Linked DNA regions of Bicyclus anynana: region 2 is linked to region 1. Evidence: chromatin contacts called from public Hi-C data. All regions are on one chromosome and are shown on one strand. Each heading gives the region's core, a stretch centred on a gene start, on an enhancer-like site or on the middle of the called end of the contact. The rest is flanking DNA. Distances are from core to core; before and after follow the strand shown. Region 1 overlaps LOC112052636 (V-type proton ATPase 116 kDa subunit a 1). Region 2 holds the start of LOC112052645 (heat shock 70 kDa protein cognate 4).

Region 1 (6,455 bases), core at 3,682-6,181:
CCCTACCGACAAAGACGTACTGCCAAGCGATTGAGCGTTCCGGTACGGTAAACCGAAAGGGGTGTGGGTTTTCATCCTCCTCCTAACAAGTCAGCCCGCTGCCATCCTAGATTGCATCATCACTTACCATCAGGTGAGATTGTAGTCAAGGGCTTGTAAAGAATAAATAAAAAAATAAAAAACAATTATAATCGGAAGTATATGAATAAAACCGGGCCCGTTCTCTTTGGGATTCAACTCAATGCAACTTCACAACTACTGAAAATTGGGAAGAATAACTAAAAACCTAATTTTTTACGTGCTTTAAAGTTACTTAAATGTTGCTCAATAACCTTCTCTATGTACTAGTGAAAGCCCCATTTTAAATCGATTCAGCTTTTCCAGAGATCGCTGAGTACTGATCGATGAGAGCTCGGACAGACATAAAAAGTTTAAAAAGCTTGATTAACTTTTAGTATTACGTAAATAACTATAAGCGCTTGAGAAAACAGGTATGTTTTTATTGAAATCACAGATAAACACTCCAATTTCATTTACATATATTGATACCGAAGTAGAATAGGAACACAGGACCCAAACCTTAAGATCCATATATTAACAGTCTAACCACTGAACCAACGAAGCAGTTAAAGACCTTCATTTATAAAACTGACGTCACGCAGACAGACCATCAGAAAATTTCTACAATGACTAATAGCACTCGTAAAAGTACTTATGACATGGCTATTTATAATTGTATAGTCCAGACGTAATCCATTCTATATCTGTGTGACGGTTTCGTCTAGTCTGCGACTTGGTCGCGGGCTGTGACGTCATCGATTAGTCCCACGTCCGTCGCTTGGGAAGTAGTGACGTAAGCCGACGGCTCATTGCACTGGGCCAGGCTTGGAAGGAATCCAATTATTGTAGAACGTATTAGGACTAATAACTCTATTTGTGTTTATAAAAGTAGTTAAAGGTCCAAAGCTCGACCTATATTTTTTATTAGATACGAGTACCTATTTAATCTCTTGTTAAATTTAAAATAATTTATTAATATATTTAGTTTAATTGGATTACAAATAGTTCAGGATTCAAATCTTTTCCTGTAGACAAAAGACACTTAGTAGGACCATTCTCTAAAACTCCTTTTAATGAACATGATTAAACTAATTTTTACTTTTATCAGGTTTAACGTAGATGAATAATACTTAAAACGTATATTCTGTGGCGTTAGCTAGCCGCCCACCATCCAATAAGTCTACATGCCTGCAGCGCTAACGGCAGGACATCCGATAACACTGATCGTGTGTTGGCCGTGATGTGCATGACATCATGCCGATCGAGACCAGTCCTAACGTTAGCGCTGCAGGCACGTGGACCTATTTGATGTGTTGTGACTTAGTGGGTGCCTAGCATTACCTAATGGTACGGATTTAAGTTTTTGTAGTAGGTAAACTTACATCAAGAATTGTATCCAAGTAGTATCCACACAATGAAGTCATTCTGCTTGCAACCGAATATTATTATATGACGTATAGTGTCCATAGATCTGCAGAACAATAAAAGGCCTTGCATTATTCCGTCTTTAATCATGCACTGCGCATAAATCTTTGGTATTATGGTAATTATTGACGGAACAGACAGACGGTCACCCAGAACCGTACGTGGAACTCATCAGCTACAATAGAACATCATATTTTTAGAGTTTACTCCATTACAATTTACAATAGTCAAAGTCAAAATTCATATAACTCAATTAGGTTTAGTTTACAAGCACTTTTAAAACTTCAGATTGTTTTTTTAAGGATGATAAGTAAAGTATAAATGTAAATGAAGTTAAGTCATGGGTTCCAAACGTGCCTCGGTTGGAAGAGTGAAATTCGTTCAAGTGTTGCCAACTTCGCTTGCGCTGCTTTCACTTTGAGATCACGTATGTTAGTGGCGTACTAAGATATGCACTTTACGTACAAATCGCACAAAATATAAAACTTCTTCCTCAATCTAGGTTCGTAAGGAGACCTTAAGGTAGATAGTGGTTCACGCCTATGTATGTGCATTACCTGAACTGACTCTGAGACAAGGGGCTGTGATGACAGCAACTTCTCCACTAAGCTGAGAATTTTCAATGAAAATTTCCTGAATAAATAAAAGCTCAGTACTTCACAGTCTGAACAAGGAGTCGAACATCGTGACCTGAAGCAACTAAGCTAAGATAACCACTTGACCAATGAAATAAACCCTTCGATACCGCCTAGATGGCACTCTCTCGTCCCCCAGGCCCATTCGAACGGGAGTCCCTCAGGGCTCCGTACTCTCCCCACATTTATATTCACTCTTTACGAGTGAATACACCGCACAGTTTGTGACACACCCTTACTGTAGATTTATAATAGCCCGCTTCCAGAAAACGGTAACACACTTCGTAAATTGGTTTCGCAAATGGGGTAAACTCAGAGAATAATGCAGCACTGCTCTTCTCAAGGAACCTTGCGCGGCATTCTTTCGATTTAGAAGAGACCTCCTTACACGGATTACCCATTCCCTGGCAACGCACTGCCAAATACCTAGGTGTGACCTTTGATACCCGCACGAGCTTCGCGACTCACATACATAAAGCCAGAAAAAGAGCAGTTTATGTGATGATTCGTCTCTACCATACGATATGCGCTAAAAGCAAACTATCCCTCCGCTCCAAGGTCACTCAATAAGACTAGCATCCTTCCAATAATGACCTACGCTAGTGTAGTGTTTGCCCACCGCCCAAATGCGACCTAAAACTTCCACTTCCTTCAGAACCGATTAATGCGTCGGACCACAGGCGCTCCGTGATTTGTACGCAATAACGACTTACATAGAGACCTAGATCTCCCCATAATACCTCGGTATATGAAACAGCTGTCGATAACTTATTTTGAGAGAACCGCCACCCACCTCAACTAACTAGTTGAGGCTTGCATATACACCCCCGATTCTAACGCCAATTGTAGATCTAGACCCCCAAAAAACGTCCTTTACGACCCTGACGATGACATAACGAACGACAATGCTTCCCAGGCAACACAAACAATTTTATCTTTGGTCCCCGATATCGGACCCTAACGATGGGCTTTTTAACTCATCCTTCCCGAACGGCCCTCTATCTAAGCCGAGGTCCGAGTCTCAGGAGACGCTCTTAGAGTGTCGGTCCGTCCATGCTTCTGTGCCTTCGGGCCCCATCAGGCGATGCTTCTGCGCTTGCCCAAATCCCCCGGTGACGCCGCTGAGTTCCCATTATGGAGCCTACGGCACTTACACAGACAGAGGAAAAAAAAATAATGAAATCGTGTTTTGCAGTTGAGTAATATATTATGTACAAAATGCTAAAGAGTTAGTTAAGTACACTCTTACCGGGATATGTGACATAGGGAGAGATAACTGCTCAGTACTCTGAACTAGTATCACGAAAAGATGATTAGTTACAGTGTTACCAGACAATAAATTTTAATTACCACATGACTCGGTAATATATTTTTATCTTAATTAGTTTTAACGAAGCAACTACATTTAATATTTATTTTCCTAAAATGCGGCACGAATTATTATGATGTGAAGAATGACGTTCAGATGTTCAATTTTTATTTCTCTAAAACAAAAGCATTATAAAAATTAAATGAGTATATATTAATTAATTTGAAGTCGTGGATAAATATAATGAAAGAATTAATTTATGATGAAGGTCTTTACTGCTATCTAATGGTCTATACAATTTATATCTTATTTGTTTAGACAAAGAATATGACCATATTAAACCTTTTATATTCAAAGGAATCCATTATTCAAGGAATACTTACATTTTTTTTTACTAGCGGTTATGTATATCACAAGGCTATTGTGAACATGGTTTCACAGTGTTTTGTCTATAGACAAAATTATTATTGTTTACGTAACCATACATTGCATGCACCAATCGTTAGGTACCAAAATTATCTTCATTTACATAAATTTTGTACAAGGCAGAGGTGCTTGTCACGCATAATACTTACTTGTCAACCAACTTCCAAAAAAAGAGGAGGTATTATTTGAATAATACATTTCAAAGACTGTTAATACAATAATATATTAACTATGAGTTGAATTATTTAGAAGCAAATAGTAATAATAACTATATATTTGTATAATCTACTAAGCCTAAAAGATCGATGAACGTAATCTTTGTTAATCTGTTAAGCGTAAAATGTAGTAAGATAATAAACGTATTATCAATCGGGGTTAATAACAAATCGGCTCAATTTAAAATCATATTTTGTGAATTTATATTGAATTGAATTACACAAAGATTGGTTTAATTCAACCAGTTTTCAAAACAAGGACGCTTTGGCGTAATTGGGAAACCATTTTCAGACGAAGTGTTATAAAAATAAGTTTCAAAGCATCTGTAAAGTAAACCTTAGTTACATGAAATAAAGCGCAATTTACTTTATGTGTATACTTACTTCCTTCGGCGCTACAACCCTTTGTGGATCTTGGCCTCCTCAACCACTTTTCTCCATGCATTTATTTTCTTCACATTTACCACATTCCTATTTTTTTCATCATTTGCAAGTTTTTCATACAATCTAGCCATCTTTTTTAGTTCTTTCTTTCAATTGTTTTACCTGTGGTCTCCATTATCTCATAACTTTAGGCCCTCTCTAGTATTTGGGATCCTCACTACGTGCGTTAGCTAGTGAAGACTTTGGGCTTTACAATGTCTCACTACTGTTTAGCCTTTTACAACATTTTCCAATTCGTAGTTAACTCTGCGGCCATTTGTATATAGTGTGTAGTGTATACTTGCTGTGTATAGTATTTTTAAAATGCTCTATAACAGAATTAAAACCATTATAAAGCTATGTAGGACAAGATACATATGGCGACAATTTCATACAGGTTTATCGCGTCCGTAATCAGACGGGCCATATCAATGTCTCCCACATGCAGTTTGTAAATACTCAGTCCCATGTTTACTCTACTGTGTCGTTGGAATGACGTATATTTGCACTGTTGAATAGATGCAAGCGTTACTCTGTGTTGGTGTATTATGATCAATTTATTCTGATATTCTTCAAAAGACAACGAAAGATTAATACTACTGCCACTCAGATCATGCCAAACGTCACGAAAGAAATCAAAAAACAATATAAAACTACATTTAAATTATTTATTGTTTTTTTTTATGTTGAAAATCAGCCTGTTACTGAAACTTACTTTGAAATGAAAAAGATGATTGCTTCCTATAGATGATCCTATTTGAAATATTGACTAAAATACAAGACAAAACTAACGTAATAAGAAATCACAATACTTCTCTATAAATCAAAGAGATTTCGTTGTGACGATCGACAGACCTTATAGAGCATCGTGACTAACATTCTTTCACTGATACTTGCGATTATTTACAAACTGCATTTTGTAAAATATTACATTTTTTTTAAATATGGCATAAATGAAACTTTAAACCTCGTGAAACTGATAATAATTATTATTGTTTCATTGTATTTATTGTATTGATGTATCTAAAAAGAATTTATACATTTACATTAGTTGATTTTAATCGTAAATGTAATTCAATGCTATTAGCATTCGGCAAAGTTCTGTTTCATTTATGCACAGTTTATTTTTATTTATCTTATGTAAATTCTGTATGCAGTTGACACATTTTGATTTAAAAACACATACAATCAAATGAACTGATTTTGGTTAGTCAAAATGTATCAACAAAATTATAAAAATAAGTATTCATTGACAAATTCAAACATTACATTATTTTTTCGTTCTGAAAACACTGGCTACTCCTAAGATTTTTTAAGATTAAATCTGTAGCCTGTTTATTACCATATACAATTATACATATTATTCATTTTGGGGGTTAATTTATTAGTTAAATGTAGCTACTAATACATATAATTAGCGAGACTGTTATATGTGGAACAACTTTTAGTCTTTTTTGTATTCCATTGTGTAAAAGGTCTCTTTTGCATTTATGATTATTTAAATTACCGTGGATATACAAAAGGAACAAAAGTGGTTCCAAAGGGCCCCCTAGTCAAGGTCCTACCTTCGGTGAACCAGTGTAAAGTTCGTTTTAAATAATATTTCCCTCACAGTTTCGTTGCTGGTGTAATTCTACGAGAGCGTATCCCGGCCTTTGAGCGGATGTTGTGGCGTGCTTGTCGGGGAAACGTTTTCCTGAGGCAGGCTGAAATTGATACACCTTTAGAAGATCCGTCGTCGGTAAGTAATACTTATAATTTGTATATTAATTTCCTAATAAAATGGTCTTGTTTAAAAATATAGCCAAGTAACATCAAAGTTTAGTAAAATCAAAAGCTTTTTTAGTAAAAGAGTATAAACTGAAAAACAATTATCTAGTAATAAAAAAAATCATTAGATTGTTGATCAGTCATTAGTAATTCGTTGCCCATTATCTGATCTACGTGATGGGATGGGCTAGC
Region 2 (6,261 bases), core at 22-2,521, 40 kb before region 1:
CAGAAGTATTCAGTAATAGAAATAATGACGCTTCTTACTTAACTCAAGGTGTTGACTATTTTAATGTTTTATGTAAATTGATATTAAGATTAGAAACGTCCTTAGTAACTACTACCTACACAAACAAATACTACAAAATGGAAAATTATTATTAATTTCTCAAATCTCAATACAGGTGTTACTAATGAGTCACGCGTCAATGATATCCCCCCTATTTACACTCATCACAAGTGTGAACAATTTATAATATATATTACATAGAAGTACAAGCGCTCTTAATATATCAGAGAATCTTAAAGCGGCCTAACCTATGATAAAGGTTTTTTGTTGCATTCTATTCTGAAGTAGCTTCGAGTAAAAACCGAAGTATGTACCTGCCTCGATACAGTCAAATATTAAAAATTATAGACAGACTAAGATATTAGAATAAGCCGTCTAATAGCGTAAGCGGTAAATGCGTTTTTTTAGAACAATCAACGCGGCGATAGGGTGCGGCAAAGCATCCTCGAACAACGGAAATATGCCCAAATTACGACATTTTGAAGATATTTTCAACCATTATTGAGTTTAGCACAGCGTATCTATAGATTTGAGGTCGATGCTTGCAGTTGTAAGTATATTCAGCCTGATATTACTGATAGCAAACTATCAAAGCAAAGTGCTGTCATGCGGTTAACGCATGGACGCCATAACGCATTATCGATCGGTGGAACTTTCCCGAACGATGAAGAACAATGCGCGTTTATAGGGAAACCTGTGATAATAGGAAAGCGACAACGTTGATAGTTATATCGTAAATCGTCATGGTTCTAAAATAAAATGGGTGCAACCACGTGCGACAATTGCATGGTCAAGTTTTTTACTACTCAGAAGTCTGTAATGGGCGTCAGATGATAGTTATTGTACAGAATAGCAATTTCAATACGCGGTTCAAGGTGTTAATGACTTCGGAAAAAGAATGAGTCATCAGAAAAGTACAAGGAACTCAAGGAAGTACCGCATCATAGACGCCCAACTGTTTAACAAAGAGGAATCCACACGATAATTACAAATAAAAGTAGTTATAATGAGATAGAAGTTACTAAACTTAAAACCTAAAAATGAATACTCACTGTTTTATCTTAATGTAGAACTTCAGTAGACTTAAATAGTACACTCAGCAAAGGTGCGCGATCGCGGCCTCTTATTACGACAGTTTTCAATAAAATGGTAGATTAAATTGGCGGCTGACGCATTTGAAGCAATATAAAGGCAAGCGCGTAATTGGTAGACGTCACTCGCGTTTTCTGGAATATTCTTTGACGTCAGCCAATAGAAATGAAGTTTTTCTCCCGCGCTTAAAGCTTATTGGTGGAAAAATTTAATTCCAGAGAGCAACGCTCTCGAACTTTGCCGAAATGTCACGATTGTTCGAACTGTCAGCTGCTAGGGCTGTTTATGTATCGATATAAATCATGTCGATTACATTTTTTTTAAATCAAAGTTCTAGCGACTGAAGCAATCTAGCATAAGTTTATGTTATTTATATGTATTTAGTCAGGAAGTGTAAAAACTATATATTCATAAATCTATAATGGAGTTAAAGATAAAATTGTGCACGTGTGTGCTCAGTTTTGTAACCTATTTGGATCACTTTTTGCGGTGATGTTGTAGGGACGTAACCGATCCATAGTATAAAATTATCTTTGTAGAATGGACGTTGAAAGGGAGAGCTAAAAAAGTATACTTCAATAATTGTGTGGTCCAAGGCACTCTCTGGTTTTTTTTTTTTTTGTAAACAGGACTATAAGTTATTACCTTACAGGACTATAATTATAAATATATTGTTACGAAATAGAGTTCGAGGATTTGGAATTAAACACCTGGTGACTCGTTTGAGACTTTATTCCACTCCTTAATCGAAGTATATATACACACTTTCAACCGTAGGCAATTCGTTGTCCAAAATCGTAGCCAAGTTCACTATTGCTGAACTCGGTTACGTCACTTGTGTCGCTAGTAACACTTGATGTTATTTCGTTTCGCTCTGAAAGACAACTGCCCTGAGCGACGAATGGGTCTTCCACGGTAACCCTCACGGCTCACGGGGTAATAGTGATCGGGGCGTTGGCCTCTCTCTGTGATGCTCGACGCCGCCTGCAACGACAGGCGGGGCGCTGGGTAGGACCCGTTTAGGTCCGTGGTGTCAACAATGGGTTCATCAGATCCGGTGCTATCTTGCTGCATCGCGATCGAGCTCGCAGATATCGCGGGCGGTCTGCGGAACTGTGACAGAGTGGTAAATCCTCGTGGTGCTTCACCCACTGCTCAGCGAGGTCGAGCTCGCCGGAGAAACTCCGTCGATGGTATGGCGCGATACCTCGCAAGTGCTGGGATCGCGCTCCGTCATCAACATTGAGATGCTCAGGCGGCGAATGTGGTCATCCAGGCTCTCTATGTTCAGATCTCTGGAGATGGCCTGGTTTCGTATGTAGTTAGTAGTAGTAGGTTAGTTAGTTAGTTAGTAGTAGGTTAGTGACTGCTGCGCTCGTAGCGATTTGCGGCCCGACTCGCAGACCAGCGCGTACCACGCTGGGGCCGCGTATGTAAGGCGCGTGCGGATGTATACTTTGTAGATGCCCAGCTTCGCACGGAGAGGCAGATGAGACGCTAGCACAGGGCGCAAGAGGCTCCGTGCGGCACGCGTCTGCGTGACCACATTTTTCACGTGGTGTCGCATGGAGAGATTCCTGTCTATGGTCACTCCGAGGTATTTAGCCGTCGGGGACCATTCGACAGCCTCATCCATTAGTGACACCGGGGGCGGTAGGTGGGATCGCCCTATGTAGATCGCCTGGGTTTTCGCCACGTTAAAAGCCTGAGCACCGCGCCGGTCGCGTATTTATATCCATTACAATGATTCTATACTATTCTGGTAACGCCTACAAGCGTGTTATTTGTTCCACATAATTCGACAAAAAAAAAACAATAACAAAACAGAACGCGATATAAACAACTCCAATGGTAAATAACCCGATATGAGCGAGCGATTATGAACCCTAAGTCTCTAGGCTTCTCCGTGACAAGCCTAGAGACTTAGGGTTCATAATCACTAGACAATAATGTATTCAGTGAAACGTATAATTTCCTCCTTTTTAATTTTGCTACCAGCTATATGAAATAACATTTATCGATAGTAGTAGCACATCACTCTTAGTCGGACATAGACAATATTTAGATACAGTAAACCATAAACAGCTGTAGTACAGATAATAATCGAACATGTCACGCATATGAATTAAACTAATTAACCCTTGACTTGACTACGTGGAGGGAGATTTTGAATTTTTGACTACAATCTGATTGTAAGTGATGATGCAATCTATTATGGTTAGTGTTTAGTGGGCTAACTTTTTATGAGTAATCGTAGGGTGAAAATCCGGTTTCTACACGACATCGTACCAGATTGATAAATCGCTTAGCGGTACGTCGGCCGGTAGGGTTGTGACTAGCCACCGCCGAAGACTCCCACCAGCGATTTTCAATTGCGTCCATAATGTGCCACCACTATTGCTCAACACATTATTATGAAATCATAAATTATTAACACTGAAATTACAAAAATACATATTCTTGTTAATTTCATTATTTTTTTGTAACTTTTTTTCCAGCTTTTATCAGCGCGTAATCGTAGATAGGTACCTACTATCACTAACATTCACTGTAGGTGCAAAAATGCTTTGCCTGCCCAGGATTCATGACGTATCTGTATTGGAGAAGGAATTTTCCATTTTTTACAATTTGTGCGTATAATGCTTAGCCTAGTCAAAAGCTTTGTGCACGCCATTAAGTCAGTAGCGTGCGGTTCATAGATGCAAAAATGTACTGCTTACCCATAAGTGGCATGAATTTTGAATAGAATTTTCCATTTTGTACGAATCCCAGGTATAGTGCATACATTAGGTAAATATCTTATGCACGCCACTACATTAGGTACCTACCTACTTCACTAATCTGTGGTAGAGGTTTCTGTGGGTATCATGATTTGAACATAGTATTTGTTAGAAAGCTGATTTCTGAAGGTTCTTACCAATGCAGTGTCAATGCACTATAAATTATAATGATCAAGCTAATACGAAGATATCAGCTTTTTCCGTTAGGACAACTGGATATTATAAACAAAAATTTGCAAAATTTCACATCTTGTAGATTTTTCAAAATTTTGTGTGTTAAGTATTTTGACAATTAACATGGCATAGGTTTATAACAATTCACTTCTTATTTAAAACAAAACAATATTCTGGTAGATAAAAAAAAAAACATGAACATAAATGCAAAACTTTTAATAAAAACAGTCAAATCTTTAAATAAATATCCTTACACATTAAGGTGTTGAGCTTACAAAAAAATCAACAAACAGTAACACACACAATCATTATAAATAATTTGGTATATTCTAACAACGTCCATCAATCGAACCCAATGATAATTTTATACTATAGATAGGTTACGTCACTACAAAATCACCGCAAAAGTGATCCGAATTTAGCTACATCACTGGACGCACACATGCACAATTTTGTCTTTATTTCTATTATACAGGATGCTCGGGAGTATTTTCCATAACTCTAGGGTTATATTCTTTAACGAAAATTAATTCAAAATGTTCAAGAAACATGTGTTCTAAGATGAATATTTTCGGAGTAAATAATATTTCTTTTGTAAATAGATCTTAAAATGTGTCCCTTAGACGCGTCCTTATTATAATAAATAAAATTCAAGGATAGATAAATGCGTATGTTACATGGATAGTCGGAATTATATAAATTACTTAGTACGAAAACATAAAAAGTTTTTATTTTTAGTCAAAAAAATATTAGTTATGCAGTTCGGCTCCTATAAGTGGACTCGTCAACACCTTGAAGTTATGGGAAATACTCCCGAGCACCCTGTATATTTTTATATATAGTTTTTACACTTCCTGAACACACAACTGGATATTGTAGCCGATATTTAGTTATTATTTTTATAAATAATGTTCGTTGTTTATTATGCGACTAAATGAAATTAAGTAAATTTTCCACATTTGTCCGCCTCAGTTTCGATGTGCTAGTGCCCCATCTCTAGTATAAAATATCATTGACCTAGCCCTTTTAAACGTTCTTTCATGGATTATTTATTATTTTTCCATAAATTATTCGTATAAAACGTGATTGAATTAATTAATAATACTTACTTGAGGTTTTGTTATGTTAAGGGCTTAGAATAATAGTGTATATCTTATTGAATACTAACAATTCACTCTCTAAAACCAAAATATAATAACTAAATTAAAGACACAACAGTAAATTGAGTTACTTTATTTTAGTAACTTTGGATAACAATTGAACATTACGATTTAAAAATAATTTTTATTTAATGTAATGTAGGACTATATTTTTTCTATAGATATTGAATAAACCAGGCGATTTATTCCAAAGAAGGATAGAACGGTACAGTAATTATTTGCTAATGAAAACATTTAAAAACAGTAATTTCTTTCTCTTTGTGCAATGTTGATTATCTATTAGAAAGAAAAATTAAATTTTCGTCGACTTTATGTTACATTGAGATTCTAATTTTGTAATCAAACAAAGTAAAATTGCGACATTTAATAATAATTTAAATAAGAGTCGCTATATTTACACCAATAACACACAACTTTAAATTTAAATCGTATTACACACATGTGTAATTTTACAATGAACAATCGATTCTTTAGACGATAAAACACATTAGATCGTGATCATATACTTTTGGGTTGACAGAGGGGTCATGTCTATACTACAGTCTCTTGATGAGTACTGTTTACCAACAAACAAATTAAAAATGAGGGTATAAATCACTTGTCATTTCACACCTAATAGTAATTATAATTAACTTTTTCTTCAATAAATGAAAATAAATTTGATTAATAAGCTTAGAACAATTAGATATGGTTAATATGTTTTATATAACATTTTATAAACAAACAATACATAATTTTTTTGACGGCCTCCGTGGCGCAGTGGTATGCGCGGTGGATTTACAAAACGGAGGTCCTGGGTTCGATCCCCGGCTGGGCAGATTGAGATTTTCTTAATTTGTCCAGGTCTGGCTGGTGGGAGGCTTCGGCCGTGGCTAGTTACCACCCTACCGGCAAAGACGTACCTTATAGGCTAACTTATAAAGAATTAAAAAAAAATTTAAAACACATAAGTTATGAAATTACACGCCTTTTCTACCTTCATTTCCAATTTGTTT

What was found. Hi-C and Micro-C count contacts between places; a contact is called where the count stands out from the background.
Region 2: a Hi-C map of whole larva shows a contact between it and region 1, with 3 times the contacts expected there. The contact joins the promoter of LOC112052645 here to the enhancer-like site in region 1. A contact is called at or near these places in 2 of 2 Hi-C or Micro-C datasets (whole body and whole larva).

Annotation. Positions count from the first base shown.
Region 1 is chr12:1,218,242-1,224,696 of ilBicAnyn1.1, reverse strand. LOC112052636 (V-type proton ATPase 116 kDa subunit a 1) reads left to right here. Exons shown (of 19, transcript XM_052884878.1): 6 at 6,108-6,234. Among protein-coding and RNA genes, the nearest start is that of LOC112052638, 20 kb to the right of the region's middle. Within about 2 kb of position 4,931, at least 2 of the 8 cell types and tissues checked have open chromatin away from gene starts, as enhancers often do.
Region 2 is chr12:1,254,336-1,260,596 of ilBicAnyn1.1, reverse strand. It overlaps LOC112052645 (heat shock 70 kDa protein cognate 4), which reads right to left and starts at 1,271. Exons shown (of 3, transcript XM_024091819.2): 1 at 1,113-1,271. LOC112052637 (transmembrane protein 161B) reads right to left here. Exons shown (of 9, transcript XM_052884879.1): 9 at 4,308-6,261.